Linked DNA regions of Mus musculus: all the other regions are linked to region 1. A link is a contact called in public capture Hi-C and promoter capture Hi-C data. All regions are on one chromosome and are shown on one strand. The core of a region is the stretch at or near the end of the contact, and the rest is flanking DNA. Distances in the headings are between cores, read along the strand shown. Region 1 holds the start of Pcsk4 (proprotein convertase subtilisin/kexin type 4). Region 2 holds the start of Prss57 (protease, serine 57). Region 3 holds the start of Gzmm (granzyme M (lymphocyte met-ase 1)). Region 4 holds the start of Sppl2b (signal peptide peptidase like 2B). Region 5 holds the start of Zbtb7a (zinc finger and BTB domain containing 7a).

Region 1 (2,700 bases), core at 142-2,641:
ACATTTTGGTTGCCTGTTGGGGACCCAGCTGTGCATTTCTTCCCAGTCTGGTCTGGGTGCCTAGTACCTCATGAGGTCTTTTCCCAGGCCCATCAGGGACCCAAGATATGCACTCCTTCTAGGTCTGAGTCCTTATGGCCTTGTAGAGGCCCTCAGGAACCTAGGATGTGCACACCTTCCAGGTCAGAGTTCCCAGAACCTCACGATGCCTGGTATAAGGGTCCATCTTAGAGATGGGATGCTGCAGCTAGGAATGAACTCTCAGGACCTCCCAAACCCCGTAGAAAACCTAAGATGTAAACTCCTTCCAGGGTGAGGGCACCCAAACTTCAAGATGCCCAGTCAGAACTTGGGTCCTGCAACTTATACAGGGATAGGACCCGGGAGCCAAGCCTGCATTCCCAGGGCCTCCTGGAGCTCGTCTAGAACCCATGACATGAGTCCTTTCCAGTGATGGGACCCAGGACCTCATGGTGCCCGTTGGGAACCAAGTGACATGCACCCCTCTCCAGGCTCACCCGCGGCGAGATACCGCTTCTCTACACCGGTCCTTGCTTCGAGCGCCCCGAGCGCTTCGGTGGCCACGTTCTTCTGTTCCAGAAAACGTTCGAAGCGCTGGCGCAGACCGTCCATGGCAGCGGCGGGCGCGGGGCAGGCCACTGAAGCACGCCCGCAACCTCGCGCACCGGCGCCGCCGAGAGCGCACTTTCACCACCCGCCCACCGCCCGGCCCCGCCCCCGGCCCAGTGCTTTCGGCCCCGGACCCTGGCTCCGCCCCCGCCCCCCGGCTCTGGCCAATGGGAGGGCAGGGCGGACAAAGGAGGTGGGGCCTGCCCCGTCTCCCCGGCCGCATGGCCCTCTGGCCAGGGTGAGGGCCGGGGCGGCAGCGAGGAGTCCCGAGGGGGCGGGGCCCCAGGGTGATGGCGTGTTGATTGGTCAAGAGGGTGTGGCACGATAGTGATTGGACAAGCGGTAGATTATTGACGGAGAGCGATTGACGTGGGTGGAGCTAGTTGAGGAACAGATGGGCGGAGCCTGGTAAAGATCAGCGCTGATTGGACAGACCAGAAAGGAGGCGGGACTACACTGGAAAAACGAAGCTGATCACGAAGGAGGGGGCGTGGAGAAAAGTGGGCGGGGCCAAATAAAGGTTGAAGGCACCTGTTACCTTGAACCTGCTCCTAAGGGCAGATGGAGGGGTTGTCCTTGTATAGGTGGAGAAAGTGAGGTTCCCGAAGGCTTAGGTCCCTATGAATGTGTCACTCCTAGTGGAATATTCCCACCCCTCCCAGGTGGGGAGGGGGTGGGGGAGGAAGGAAGCGCAAGGCCCCTTGGGAGTTGACAGCTTCGCGTTGCTATGGTGTCCAGGCTGGGAGTGCTTCCTGAAGCCCCGCCCCCGCCCCGCCCCCCGCTATGCGGCCCTCCCAGACAGAGCTGTGGCTGGGTCTGACTTTGACTTTGGCCCTCCTGGCTGTGAGGTGGGCCTCAGCCCAGGCCCCCATCTATGTCAGCAGCTGGGCAGTGCGGGTGACCAAAGGTTACCAGGAAGCTGAGCGCCTGGCCCGTAAATTTGGCTTCGTCAACCTGGGACAGGTGGGTGGGACGTGGGGTGTGGGTCTGGACAACCTCAGATCTGGACAAATGGGAGGGTGTCCCCAAGACCTCCCCAAATATGTATCTGTGTGCCCCTCCATGTTCAATTTGGGATTCTGTGGCTGTCATATGGACCCCTGGCTGAGGTGTATAAAGTCGTGGAGATCCTATCAAAGGAGCAGGGTCCCAGCTATGCCCCTGTTGTCCGTCGCATTCCCAGATCTTCCCTGACGACCAGTATTTCCATCTGCGGCACCGGGGTGTGGCCCAGCAGTCCCTGACTCCACACTGGGGCCATCGTCTACGACTGAAGAAAGATCCCAAGGTGAGAGTGCTCGTGGATGCTGTGTCCCAACCAGTAGCCTTCTGTCACCGTTCCTGCTATGAGTGGCCTGTGTGAAGTGGGGCCTAGTTGGGGAAGCCATGTGTGAGCTAGGCGCATATGTAACACAACTTAATATCCAGGGGGACTCAGATAAACCCTTGCCCTGTTGTCCTGAATGGAAGGTCTCATGCACTGGTCCTTTCCCCCCCTGCAAGCCACAGGATGTAGGGAAGGGAACCGGTCCATTTCAGCACACAGGGGAGCTGGAGTCGGTGAGTGTGCAGAACCAGGGGCAGAGCCCAAGTTTTTGGTGCTTCTGTAGGTGTCCTGTCCACATTAGGCCAGTCTGCCACTGGGAACAACTCTTAGATGGCAGTCAAAAAACAGGCATGGAGGTGTGGTATGAGCCATAGAGGGTTACAGGATACGTTAGAGAGGGGATCACCTGCACTGGGACCTATCTTAGCTATTGCTATGACAAATACCATGACCAAAGCAACTTCCAGAAGGAAGACTTTATTGGAGCTTATTGGACTCAGAGGGTGAGGCCATGGCCAGTATGTCAGGGAGCATAGCAGGAGGGGTCAAGGTGGTGCTGATAGTTCACAAGGGGAAGGGAGAGCTAGCTGGAAAGGACATGGGCTTCTGAAACCTCCAAGCCCACCACCCACCTCCCAGTGATAGCGATAGACCTTCTTAAACAGGTTCACCTACTGGGAACCCAGCCAAGTATAAAAGGTAGGGGCCATTCTCATTCAAACCACCACAGGGACTCAGTGTCT
Region 2 (2,700 bases), core at 27-2,526, 540 kb after region 1:
TGCCAGTGTCTCCAGAGAGCTGGAGTTAAAGGTATGCATCCTCTTCAGGCTTGGCTTTCTTTCTGTCCTTATCTCTGTCTTTGTCTTCCCCTCCCTCTCTGTCTCATTCCACCTTCACCTGTTTCTGTTACTCTCTTATGTTCCTCTGGCCCTGGCTCTCTGGGGTCTCTCCCTCCTTCCCCTCCTGCTCTGTGTCTGGTCACTACTACCTTCCTGAGCCCTGGCTCCCTCAAAGGCCAATGGTGCAGAGCTTCCCCCTGCATCCTCAGTGGGGGATGGAGTGACCCTTTTGGGAGGTTGTTGCTAAGACAACAGTGCCTTCTCCTGCAGGATGCCCTTGCTGACCCTGAGCCCTCTCCCCTTCCTGAGCTGTCTGGGACCACTGTGCACCCTGAGTTCACCCAAGCCCCTCTCTGCTCTTAGGTACCTACCATTTGCATCAGCCCTGGGGTGGGTCCTACAGGCCAACTAGGGCATAGCCTGTAGCAGACTTAATTAAAGCTGCAGCATCTGCTAACAAGCATGGACCAGTACAAGCCCAGCCAGTGTGTGCTCTGGGCTCCATCTCACAACCTAGGGGAAGCTTATGTTCCCACCTTACGTGGGTCCATGGTAGACAACACCTGTGGCCTTAGCACTTGGAGGATAGAGGAGGGAGAGGCAGGCAGGCGTTCAGGGCTATTCTCAGCTGGATAGCTAGTTCAAGAGCGTATTGAATTAGAGGCCAGATAACTGAACTTTCTCTCCCAAAGGTCCCCACCACGAGGAAACCCAAGCCCAGCACATATCCTGATGGGTGGTCTCTGGACTCCAGACCTTAGGGTCACTCTCTGCTATGTCCCCAGTTCTTCCAAGGAAGTATGGTATACAGTAGGACCTCAGTAAAAGCAATAAAGTCAGCCCAACTCAGAGCCCTCCCCAAAGAACTAGCTTTATGGTCCTCACTGACCTCAGGTTCATGATGGGGAAACTGAGGTCAAGGGTCAAGGTGCTTGCTCCTGGGCTACCTGGCTGGGGACAGACAGATAAGCAGAGTTGGTGCTTCCAGGATGACTGTCCCCTGAGAAGGTCTGAATGCGTTCAGTGGCCAGATAATCTAGTAGGAAGGTACAAGGGGAGTTTGAGCTCACAAACCAATCTTGTTTCTAAACTTCTGGGTTTTCATGAGCAGCACAGTTGGAGACAAGAAACAGTAACGTGGCCTCCCCTGATTTCCAGAAGTGCCTGCTCCACCTTCTGACCACAGACCACAGACCCGGAACAACTTTCTGGACTGAACCGTTGGGTGCCTCCTGCACCTGCAGACCTCACCAGAAAGATGCCATCCTCTACAGCTATGGTGCCTGGGACAAGAGGAGGCTGGCACTGTCTGGTGCTGACTACAGCAGCTGCCCTGACCCAGCTCATGTGGCTCCCTGGTGAGAACTCCAAATGGCCATTAGACCCTACCCAAGGTGACCAGGCTCCCACACAGGATGCACGTGTACTCTTGCTCAGGCAGGAGGCTATGGGGTGGGGGTGGGGCAGCCAGTAGGGACTTCAGCCACCTCAGGTACAAGATCGTGGAGACTGGGCTTCCTAGCTTTTGTTTTGTTTTGTTTTTATTTTTGTGTGTATTAGTGTTTTGCCTGTATGTTTGCATGCCTGCAGTACCTGGAGGAACCAGAAGGTGGCATCAGATCCCCTGGAATTTACAGTCGGTTCCAACAATCATGTAGATGCTGGCATTAGAATCTAAGTCCTCAGTAAGACCAGCCAGGGGTTTTAAATAACGAGCCATTTCTCCAAGCCTCCTATTTTTTAAAAATTACATTTATTTATTTTGAGAGAGTACATGTAGATAGTGCTTGTCACAACCAGTGGAAAACTTGCAGGGGTCGATTCTGTCCTTCTACCATAGGGGTTCCTGGGATTAAACTCAGATTGTCAAGCTTGGTAGCATGTGCCTTTGCCTGCTGAACCTATCACAGGCCCAAAAGGTCTCCTAGCCTCAGTCTTTAATTATCTATCTATCTATCTATCTATCCATCCATCCATCCATCCATCCATCCATGTCTGTCTATCTGTTTGCTTTCAAGACAGGGTTTCTCTGTGTAGCCCTGGCTGTACTGGAACTCACTTTGTAGACCAGGCTGGTCTCGAACTCAGAAATCTGCCTGCCTTTGCCTCCCAAGCACTGGGATTAAAGGTGTGCCCCACCACTTGGTCCCCTCTATTTCTCTTAAGTAAAGTGGGTTTCTCGTGGTCCAGGCACCTTGAAATAGCTGGGCAGCTGAAAAGGGAATCACCTTGAATTCCTGATCCTCCTGCCTCCACTTCCAGAGTTCTGAAACAGCAGGCCTGCACTGCTACACCATGCTTATGTGGTGCTGAGGGTGCCTGGGACTGGCTTTGTCTGTCTGTCTCATCTCTGTCTCTGTCTCTGTCTCTGTCTCTGTCTCTGTCTCTGTCTCTGTCTCTGTCTCTGTCTGTCTGTCTGTCTGTCTCTCTCTCTCTCACACACACACACACACTCACTCTTAGGCGAGGTCTCATCATGTAGCCCTGGCTGGCCTGTAACTCTCCATGTAGACCAGGCTGACTCTGAACCCACAGAGATCCTCCTGCCTTTGCTTCCTGGATGCCTCCCTCTAGGTTTGCCCCTTCCTCTCAGCCCAGCCTCCACCCCTACTCCCTGCCAGGGCTGTGCTCCATTGCCCT
Region 3 (2,700 bases), core at 138-2,637, 640 kb after region 1:
CTTGTCTCAAATAGACAAATGCATCTATGCATACAGATAGATGTATATATATGGAGGTCAGAGACCAAGTCTGGTGTTTTCTGCATTGCCCTATACCTTAATTGAGGCTTCACTGATTCAGCACATTCCCAGAGCCTCAGGGACCCTGTGGCTTGGCTCGTCCCCTAGAGCTGGGGTTACAGGCATGAGACACAGCTCTACAGTGAGTTGTAGGCCATCTGTACCTCAGGATGGTAGCACAGCCTCTCATTGACCAAACTCAAGAAGCGGGTATTTACTTATAAATTCCAGGCCAGCCAGGGCTACATGGCAATACCTTTACAAAAAGAAAGTCATGTGTGGTAGCCACACACCTCTAATGTCAGTGCTCAGGAGGCTCTGTAGCACAGATGGCCTCAAACTCACTGGAGAGCAAGGGTTTGAGCAAGGGTTTGAATTCCTGGTCTTCCACCTCCAGTGCTAGGATGACAGGTGTGCTCTACCATGCCTGGTGGAATGGAGTATGGAGCCCAGGTTTTCTGTACACCAGGCATATGCCCCAACTTAAGCTATATCCTTAACCCCATTTTGTTTCCTCTGATAGGTCTCACTCTAACTGAACTCATGGCAATCCTCCTGCCTCAGACCCCTCAAATACTGAGCTCAGAGGCCTGTCACCAGGCTACGTGGTTTTCTTTCTTTTTTTTTTTGAGACAGGGTTTCTCTGTATAGCTCTGGGGGTCCTGGAACTCACTTTGTAGACCAGGCTGGCCTCGAACTCAGAAATCCGCCTGCCTCTGCCTCCCAAGTGCTGGGATTAAAGACGCGCGCCACCGCGCCCGGCTCTACGCTGTTTTTACTCAGGGTTCTGAATCATCTGCTAGTTTCCCTGTACGTAATGCCTCCCATCCACAGCCCTCTGGATACCCGGCTCTGGGCCTCAGTTTCCCCCGAATGCTCACCTGCCCACAGTGTTTTCAGGGCCAGCAGTAGCAGCAGGGACCAGCAGACCTCCATCCTGGCACAGGATCAGTGGTCCCTGGGGGAAAGGGTTCCCCACTCTCTCTTCCTGTGGGGACAGGTGGCCTTCCCAGTACCACCCACCTTGCACAAGTGTCAACTCCTCCTACTTCACACCCTGCTGTGTGGTTTTAGAAAGCAATTCTGCTGTCAAAGCTGCCCCCTGCCTGGGGGGCAGCAACTATAGCCCAGTGATGCTCATTCTGGTGATTAGCACCAGGTAAACACTGGGTCTGTCTCAATGGACCTCAACCCCCACAGAGGATGACTCACAGGGTCAGTTCTCTCCTTGAGCCGTGTAGGTCCTGTGCTAGGCTTGGTGGCAGGCCTCTACCCACTGAGCCTTACTGCTGGCCCTGCAACTTTGTACATAAGGCTGGCTGCAAATTATACGGGTAGAGGAAGGCCTGAACTAACGCCTTTCCAACAACTTGTCCTTCTCTCATCAGTTATAAGCAGCACAGGTTCCATGAAGTGCTATTCAGTAGAGTACAGCTTTGTTCTGGAGACTGGAACTCTGGAGAGTTAACAGGCCCACGCAATGAAAGTGACACTTTCTTTTCCTTTCTTTACATGGCACCCAATGCTATTTCAGCACTGGGTCACTGTAGCCACCCTGCACAGCATGATGTGGTCAGAGCATCACTCAGCCTGTCCTTCCTGTGGGGAGTCACCAGGCTGCCTGCCACAGGGACTCCTCAGGCAGGCACTGGAGTTCCCAGGGCTGAAGAAGTGCCCAGGACACAAGGACTGCTGGGATACTAGTCCTCTGCACGCCTCAGGACCCAGGCCTTCTGACTGCAGGATGGAGGCGGACACAGACAGCCACAGTGCCAGATGCAGGAAGGTGGGATCTGCAGGCAGCAAGTTGCTTCTGGGCCTGGGGCCCCTGTACAATCCTGAGCCTTAACAGTCACTATCTCTTCCTGCCCATCCCACGGCCTTGGCCGGGCTACCCAGGTGGCCCTCAGTACCGAGTGCCACCGGCGTCCTAGGTGATTCTCTCAGCTTCTCAGAAAGCTATTTTATTTTATTTCACACACACCAAAAGCAGAGAGGAGACTGTGGTGCTGGCCTTCCTTGGGCTGGGCTGGAGTCTCTGGCTCCCCACCAGGCAGTCGGTCCCCAGCCTCCCAGGCTTGTCATCATCTGAAAGCTGAGTGGGGTGTTTGCCCTGCACCACAGCTCTTCTCCAAAGCCGAGGAAAACCCATGGGGAATACGGGGTAAGAGGACCTAAGGATCATGGGATGGGAGCCCACATGGAACCTCGGTGAGGTAGTCTGTCGCCTGAGGCCCACACGGGTCCTGCTGAGGTAAAATTTGTAAGTTTATTTCAGGGACGTGGGTCAGGACTCTTCGGTGCCAGAGTCATCCTCTTCATCCCCAAAGCAGCTGTCGGCCTCCTCCACTTCGCCGTCCTCATAGTAGTCGTCGTAGAAGAGGTCCGAGCCCTCGTCGGGCGCCGGCGCCTTGGTCTTCACGCAGTACTCGGCCAGCGTAGTGGGCACCTTCACACCATCGCGCTCCGCGTCCACCTTGGTCCCCAGGACCTGCTTCCTGGGGAGACAGGGCAGGTGAGGCCAAGGCCCAGGACAATGGGATTCCAAGAATAGACACTGAATGGAGGGCAGGGAGCAGGTGGGAGGGAATAAAGGGCGTGGGGACAAGGAGTGGCCAGTTCCCAGCAGGAAGGTAACCA
Region 4 (2,700 bases), core at 74-2,573, 530 kb before region 1:
CCTTGGTGGACGGCACCTGCACAAAGAGGGCAGTTTCCAGAGGACAGTGGCCTGCTAAATATGATGTAGAGCCCTGGCCCACTGGCCAGATGCAGCAAGCCCTGACACACTTTCAAAAGCTCATGCTCAGCCAAGAACAGGATGTGGGGATAAAAGCAGCCAAAGAGAGATGTTGGCCACATGGTGGAGAGCCCAGGAACCACATGTGTGAGGAATGCCTTAAAGCTTAGCCAATCAAGGAGGCACATGCCAGCCAGTTGTGGCAGCACCGGGGAGGCTGAGGCAGAGCTGCAAGCCCACCGCCAGCCTGGGCCATACAGGGAGACCCTGTCACAAAAGTCTGTAATCTCAAAAAGGAAAAGAAAAAGTATTTTTAAAAATGACCTGGGCTCTTGTTTCACAAGACAAGAGCGTACACAGTAGCAGGACGCACTGGCCACCCTTCAAACCGGCCCAAGACCCAAGGATGCAACACTCCAGGATCTGGGACTGAAGGCTGGAGCCACAAAGACAAAACAAGAAAGGACTCTACTAAGCCAGGAGTTGCGATGCGGCGCGTGAGATAACTAGGCCGGTGTTTTGCTTTGAGTTCCAGGTTAGCCAAGCCTCACCGGGTGCACAGGGACAGCCAGGGCAACATGGGAAGTCAGAGCCCAGCCTGGACTGCAGAGCGAGCTGGAGGCCAGCCTGAGCTGCGGAGCAAGTTGGAGGGCAGCCTGGACTGCAGAGTGAGTGTGAAGCCAACATGGGTTACATAGTGAGTTCAAGGCTAGCCTGGACTACGCCGAGTTCGAGACCAGCATGCCACCTCTCTCAGAAAGCAAAGCACACCAGAAGCCAGCCTCCTGCCAGGGCGCACCCCGCGCACACCTGAGGCGTCCCAGCAGAAGCTCGTCCCCAGCGTTCTGCACCGACCCTGAGGTGGGGACCCCCTTCCGCCCAAGGTCACAGAACAGAAGCCGGGGTGCCGGGCTGCATGCACCTCGGGGGCCGCGCTGGACGCCCCGGGGATGGAGCGCGGGAACTCGCCCCATTCTGCAAAAGGGGAAACTGAGGCTGGCAGGAACAGCGGCGGCGGCGGTTGGGGCCCCGGGGCGCAGGGCGGGCTAAGCCCCGCCAGAAGTCTGCGGTGGCAATGAGCGAGTGGACCGCAAGGTCAAGGGCACGGTCAGGAGTTGGGGGGCCGGGCCGATCGGCCGTGGCGCTCACCTGGGCCGCGAGTAGCAGCAAAGCTGCGGCCAGCCGCGCCGCGGCCATGTCCGCCGGTCCCCCCGCAGCTCTAGGCGGAAGGTTTCCTGGCAACGCCTTCGGGACGCCGCAACGTGCTTGCGCCGAGGCTGCGCGTGCGCAAAGGCCTCCGCGTTAGAAAAGGGCGGGGCGGCGCCTGCGCAGAGCGACGTGAGGCGACAAGATGGCGGTGAGCATGTCTAGATCGTGGAAAGCAGGGCCGCGGGATCGAGGGTCTGTGGAAGCGAGAGCAGAAAGACTGAAAGGAGAGTGACGGACGCCCTAGAGTAGGGAGACAGGGTGCTGAAGGATGGGAGCCACGTGGGACTGCAGACGGAAGCCATGGGTACAGACCAGGTGACATGAAAAACAGACGACCGACATGAGGATGCAGACGCGGAACGTGGGGGTTGCAGACCAGGCAGACAGGGGTGCGTACAGGAAACAGTGCAGATGGGGTATCCAGGGATGCAGATGAGGACGTGGGCATGCAGACAGAAATGCAGACTCGGGCATAGCATTCAATTAGGCAGACACTGGAGGTGAGGATGCACCCAGGGTTCTGGGAGCCTGAGTTGGAAAGGAGTCCCTGGGTGCCATGCCCAGGCTACAGGGATATGGGGAGGCTGGACCTCTCTCCTCAGCGCCCCACCTCCCAGCAGGACAAAGAGAAAAAGAAGAAAGAAAGCATCTTGGACCTCTCCAAGTACATCGATAAGACCATTCGGGTGAAGTTCCAGGGTGGCCGGGAAGGTGAGTGCCTACCGCAGGGCTCCCTGACACAGAGCTTGGCTGAGGTCACAGCAAGCAAGGGAAGCCACCTAGTACAGGCGTTCCAATAATGGCTTGGGCTATTGTGTACCATTGAAAGGTATGCCCCTATTGTGGGTGGGGAAACAGAGCCCCAGGAAAGGAGTCAAGTGAGATTAGCACCCAGACCAGTATGGATGGATCCTGAAGGAAGGGGCCAGGACCCACGAGGAGGTGGAAGGAGGTGATAGGAAGCCCTGTTCTTAAGCACCTGGACACAGCAGGAACCTGGAAGGTTTCCCAATGAAAGGATTGAAAGTTCCAGGCCAGTTTAAGTTATGTAGCAAGATCTGTCTCCAAGAATCAACCATGGGTGGGGCTGTATGTCTGTGGGTAGATTGCTGGTTTAGCATGCATAAAGCCCTGAGTTCTATTCCCAACCCCGTGTAAACCTGGCGTGGTTGTATAAGCCTGGCATTCCAACACTAGGGGTAAGACAGGAGGATCAGGCTGCCTAGTGAGTCTGAGACCAGCTTGGGCACATGAGACCCTGGGGGGGGGGGGGGAGACTGTTTCAGATTGCATGGATGGGTGACAATAAAGTTTTATGGACACTATATAGCACCTTCCATACTGGAAAGAAGAGGGTTGGAGTCACAGTGACTAGGCCACCACACTTACTTACTCATGAGTTCTGTGGTGGCAACTGTTCCTGAGCTGCCA
Region 5 (2,700 bases), core at 56-2,555, 810 kb before region 1:
TGCACGCAGGCCCCGCCCAAACGCAGGCTCCACCCCCATGCAGCGCCGCGCCGGACGATTTCTAGTATCCATTGGCCCTCAGGTCTGCCACTCACCGCCCCTCCTCCGCAACGCCCCTCCCTGACCCGCCGCTATCGCGAGGCACTCTGGGATTTGTAGTTTATTCTCCAAGGCCACCTTCCAAAACAACAAGCACTGAAGATAAGCGAAAGAACTACAGAGCCCAGGAGAACCGCGACGACGCGCCCGCCTCCCAGACACTCCACCCCTCACCCCTTCCCTCCGCCTCTCTCGGGCCTTTTTTTTTTTTTTTTTTTTTTTTTTTTTTTTTTTTTGCAAAGCCCCCCTCCCTGTTTTGTCAGCCCCCTCCCCCCCTCCGCCAAGGCGCTCCATCCTGGCCAACTCCAACGTCTGCGCGCAATCCCGGATAGGCCTTCCCCGCCCCCCGCTTGCCCACTACCACTCGGAAAGGGGAGCGGCGCGCCCCGGGCCCTATTGCAAACTTAGCACGCGACGCACCCCTCAGCCCCCACCTTCGCCTTCGGTGAGGCCCGGCTCCCCTCCCCCGCGGGCCGCGCGCCGGGAACCCTGAGGCCGTGCCGCCCGAGTAGGGAGGAGGGATCGGGAGCGGGCTTGTGCCCTTCGCCCCGGAGGGACCCGGGCGGAGCCCCCCCGCCTCCCGACTCCTCTTCGGCTCTGGCCGGGCAATCTTGGTCTCCAGAACCCCTGAGCTACGGAGGCGCCCCAGATCCCCCATCCAGTCCGTTCCGCTCCGTACGGGCTCTCGGGGTGCGCACTGCGCCCCCGGCCGCGTCCCCACCCTGCAAGGAAATTAAAAAGGAAAGAAAGGAAAAAAAAAAGAAAAACAAAACCCACCTCTCCGGGAGAGGAGTCCCCTTCAGCCCGGGCAGCTTACCTCGCGGGGACCCGAGCCCGGAGGACGCGCGATCGGGGCAGCCCGCGGCGCGGACCTCGCTCGGGCGGGCGGCGGCGTCACTGCCCCTACAGTAGCCGTACAGTACGCAAAGCCCCGTATGATGCTCGCGACTCCCTTCCTGGTTTGTCCGAGGGCAAGAGGGGTCCTCCCTCGTCTTAAAGGTGCCGCAGCGCCGGCACCCCCACGCCCAGCCCGCCCCCCCGGCCACCGCGGCCAGAACAGGCTCTGCAGGTCGGCTCTTGCCACGTCCCGCGGGGCTGCGCCGCGAGAGCAGATCGGGCTGCGATTAGGGATTTGGGGGTGCCGGGCGGGCGGGGGGCGCAGCCCCGACCCATCGGCCCCTCCCCTGGCAAGCCCGTGACCTCTCCGCCCCGTGCGCGGCGCCGTGCCAGCCTGCTGGCTTATCTACGGCCCGGAGCACCCCAGGGTGCTGGGGGCGGGCAAGAGGGGCCCCTCGGGTTCAGGGGGTGGGGGCCGCAGATAAACAGCCCCGGCCTGTGCGCGCAGGGCGGGGTTCAGGGGGCGCGGGCTGTGCCCCCGAAGCCCGGGGCGGGGCGGGACCGGGTTGGCAATGGGGGCGGGAGTGCGGTGCGCACCCGGAGGACTGGGTGCCGGGGCGTAAGGGGCCCTCTGGCCCAAGGAGCTGAGATGAAGGCGAGGAAGTGACGGTCCCTTGCCTCACACCTCTCTCCAAGGCCACCAGGGCGCTGCCATGGTACCGCATCTCCCTTCTCTGAGCCTCAGTTTCCCCAAATAATGCAAGGAATCGAAAGGAGAAGAAAAGGTCTGTTGCAAGGTCGGCGAGGTTGCATCGGCGCTCCTGTCATCCTTGGCCTCAGTTTACCCAAGTAGTGCAAAGAACCCAGGAAAGGAAGAAAAAAGATCAGAGTCTGCATTTGAGCTCCAGGTCCCCTAACCCCCACATAAACCTCAGTTTACTCAAACTGCGAGGAACCCAGAGTTTGCAAGTACAGCTAGGTTGCTTTAGAGTGTCGGGTCTCCGTCCACCCCCGCCCCCATCTGCGCCTTAAATTACCAAAGCCATACCAGGGACCCCCCAGGGGAAGACTTGCAGGGCCGCGAAATGTCAGCTGAGCTCGGGGGTCCCGCCCTCACCGGTGCAGCCAGCCAGCAAACCTGCCGCCCCGCGATTACATAAAACAGTCGCCTCCACCCGGCTGTGCCAGGGGCGTAGCGCGGGGAAGGGGTTGGCGAGGGGCGGGGAAGGACGGTTGTTTTCCAGGCCTTGTAATTTTCCCCGCAGCCGGCTGGCTGGCCCGGCTGGTGTGGGGCGTGGACCCGGACCCTCGCAGGGGCGCCGCACAGCTCCGCAGGACAGAGGTGGGAAGTAGGAAAGTGCGAATCCAACCCTGCGTTTTCTGTTTTCTTTCTTTCTTTCTTTCTTTTTTTTTCACCCCCTTGTCCTTTTCTCTCCCACTTCCTCTCTGGTCGTGGGAGAGGTCTGGAGAGGGAGGGGAAGGCAGAGGAGGGGACAGGCGACATCCCGGTTCACCAGGCCTGCTGGGTTCGGGTTCCAGCACGCCACAGCCACCAGACGACCTGACTGTGGATCTGGCTCTGGGGAGGGGGCGGAGCGGGGAGTTAGAACCAGCGCCTGGCCTCAGTTTCCCCTTCAGTTCCCCTTCGTATGGAGACTGGCCATCCTTGCTTTAGCTTTAAGTGTGTCTGTCACAATATGAGATGTCAGCCTCCAAATGCCCGGTCCTTAATTTAGTTATTTTTCATTCATTGTTATTTCTGTT

The links. Promoter capture Hi-C pulls out the DNA fragments that hold promoters and counts their contacts. Capture Hi-C pulls out chosen DNA fragments and counts their contacts.
Region 2: a promoter capture Hi-C map of pre-B cells shows a contact between it and region 1, with 4 times the contacts expected there. The contact joins the promoter of Prss57 here to the promoter of Pcsk4 in region 1. A contact is called at or near these places in 4 of 39 promoter capture datasets (embryonic stem cells, hippocampal neurons, liver and 1 more), 1 of 115 datasets of contacts at active chromatin or transcription factors (pancreatic cancer cells) and 1 of 9 other capture datasets (liver).
Region 3: a contact with region 1 is called in a promoter capture Hi-C map of pre-B cells, with 5 times the contacts expected there. The contact joins the promoter of Gzmm here to the promoter of Pcsk4 in region 1. A contact is called at or near these places in 2 of 39 promoter capture datasets (neutrophils and pre-B cells), 1 of 115 datasets of contacts at active chromatin or transcription factors (pancreatic cancer cells) and 1 of 9 other capture datasets (adipose tissue).
Region 4: a contact with region 1 is called in a promoter capture Hi-C map of pre-B cells, with 4 times the contacts expected there. The contact joins the promoter of Sppl2b here to the promoter of Pcsk4 in region 1. A contact is called at or near these places in 3 of 39 promoter capture datasets (liver, neural stem cells and pre-B cells), 1 of 484 Hi-C or Micro-C datasets (B cells) and 2 of 115 datasets of contacts at active chromatin or transcription factors (embryonic stem cells and microglia).
Region 5: a contact with region 1 is called in a capture Hi-C map of macrophages, with 3 times the contacts expected there. The contact joins the promoter of Zbtb7a here to the promoter of Pcsk4 in region 1. A contact is called at or near these places in 3 of 115 datasets of contacts at active chromatin or transcription factors (bone marrow-derived macrophages, microglia and pancreatic cancer cells) and 3 of 9 other capture datasets (liver, macrophages and pancreatic islet).

The regions. Positions count from the first base shown.
Region 1 is chr10:80,328,164-80,330,863 of GRCm38.p6, reverse strand. Pcsk4 (proprotein convertase subtilisin/kexin type 4) reads left to right here and starts at 1,391. Exons shown (of 15, transcript NM_008793.2): 1 at 1,391-1,593; 2 at 1,814-1,918. The coding sequence starts at 1,414. Reep6 (receptor accessory protein 6) reads right to left here and starts at 719. Exons shown (of 5, transcript NM_001204931.1): 1 at 519-719. The coding sequence starts at 633. It overlaps Gm51809 (a long non-coding RNA gene), which reads left to right. Exons shown (of 3, transcript XR_003949017.1): 3 at 372-405.
Region 2 is chr10:79,787,561-79,790,260 of GRCm38.p6, reverse strand. Prss57 (protease, serine 57) reads left to right here and starts at 1,276. Exons shown (of 5, transcript NM_001042710.1): 1 at 1,276-1,418. The coding sequence starts at 1,319.
Region 3 is chr10:79,687,707-79,690,406 of GRCm38.p6, reverse strand. It overlaps Gzmm (granzyme M (lymphocyte met-ase 1)), which reads right to left and starts at 1,387. Exons shown (of 5, transcript NM_008504.3): 1 at 942-1,387. The coding sequence starts at 996. Cdc34 (cell division cycle 34) reads right to left here. Exons shown (of 5, transcript NM_177613.2): 5 at 2,009-2,558. The coding sequence ends at 2,348.
Region 4 is chr10:80,853,898-80,856,597 of GRCm38.p6, reverse strand. It overlaps Sppl2b (signal peptide peptidase like 2B), which reads right to left and starts at 1,323. Exons shown (of 15, transcript NM_175195.3): 1 at 1,210-1,323. The coding sequence starts at 1,257. Lsm7 (LSM7 homolog, U6 small nuclear RNA and mRNA degradation associated) reads left to right here and starts at 1,389. Exons shown (of 4, transcript NM_025349.2): 1 at 1,389-1,417; 2 at 1,890-1,980. The coding sequence starts at 1,412.
Region 5 is chr10:81,134,876-81,137,575 of GRCm38.p6, reverse strand. It overlaps Zbtb7a (zinc finger and BTB domain containing 7a), which reads right to left and starts at 1,305. Exons shown (of 3, transcript NM_010731.3): 1 at 877-1,305.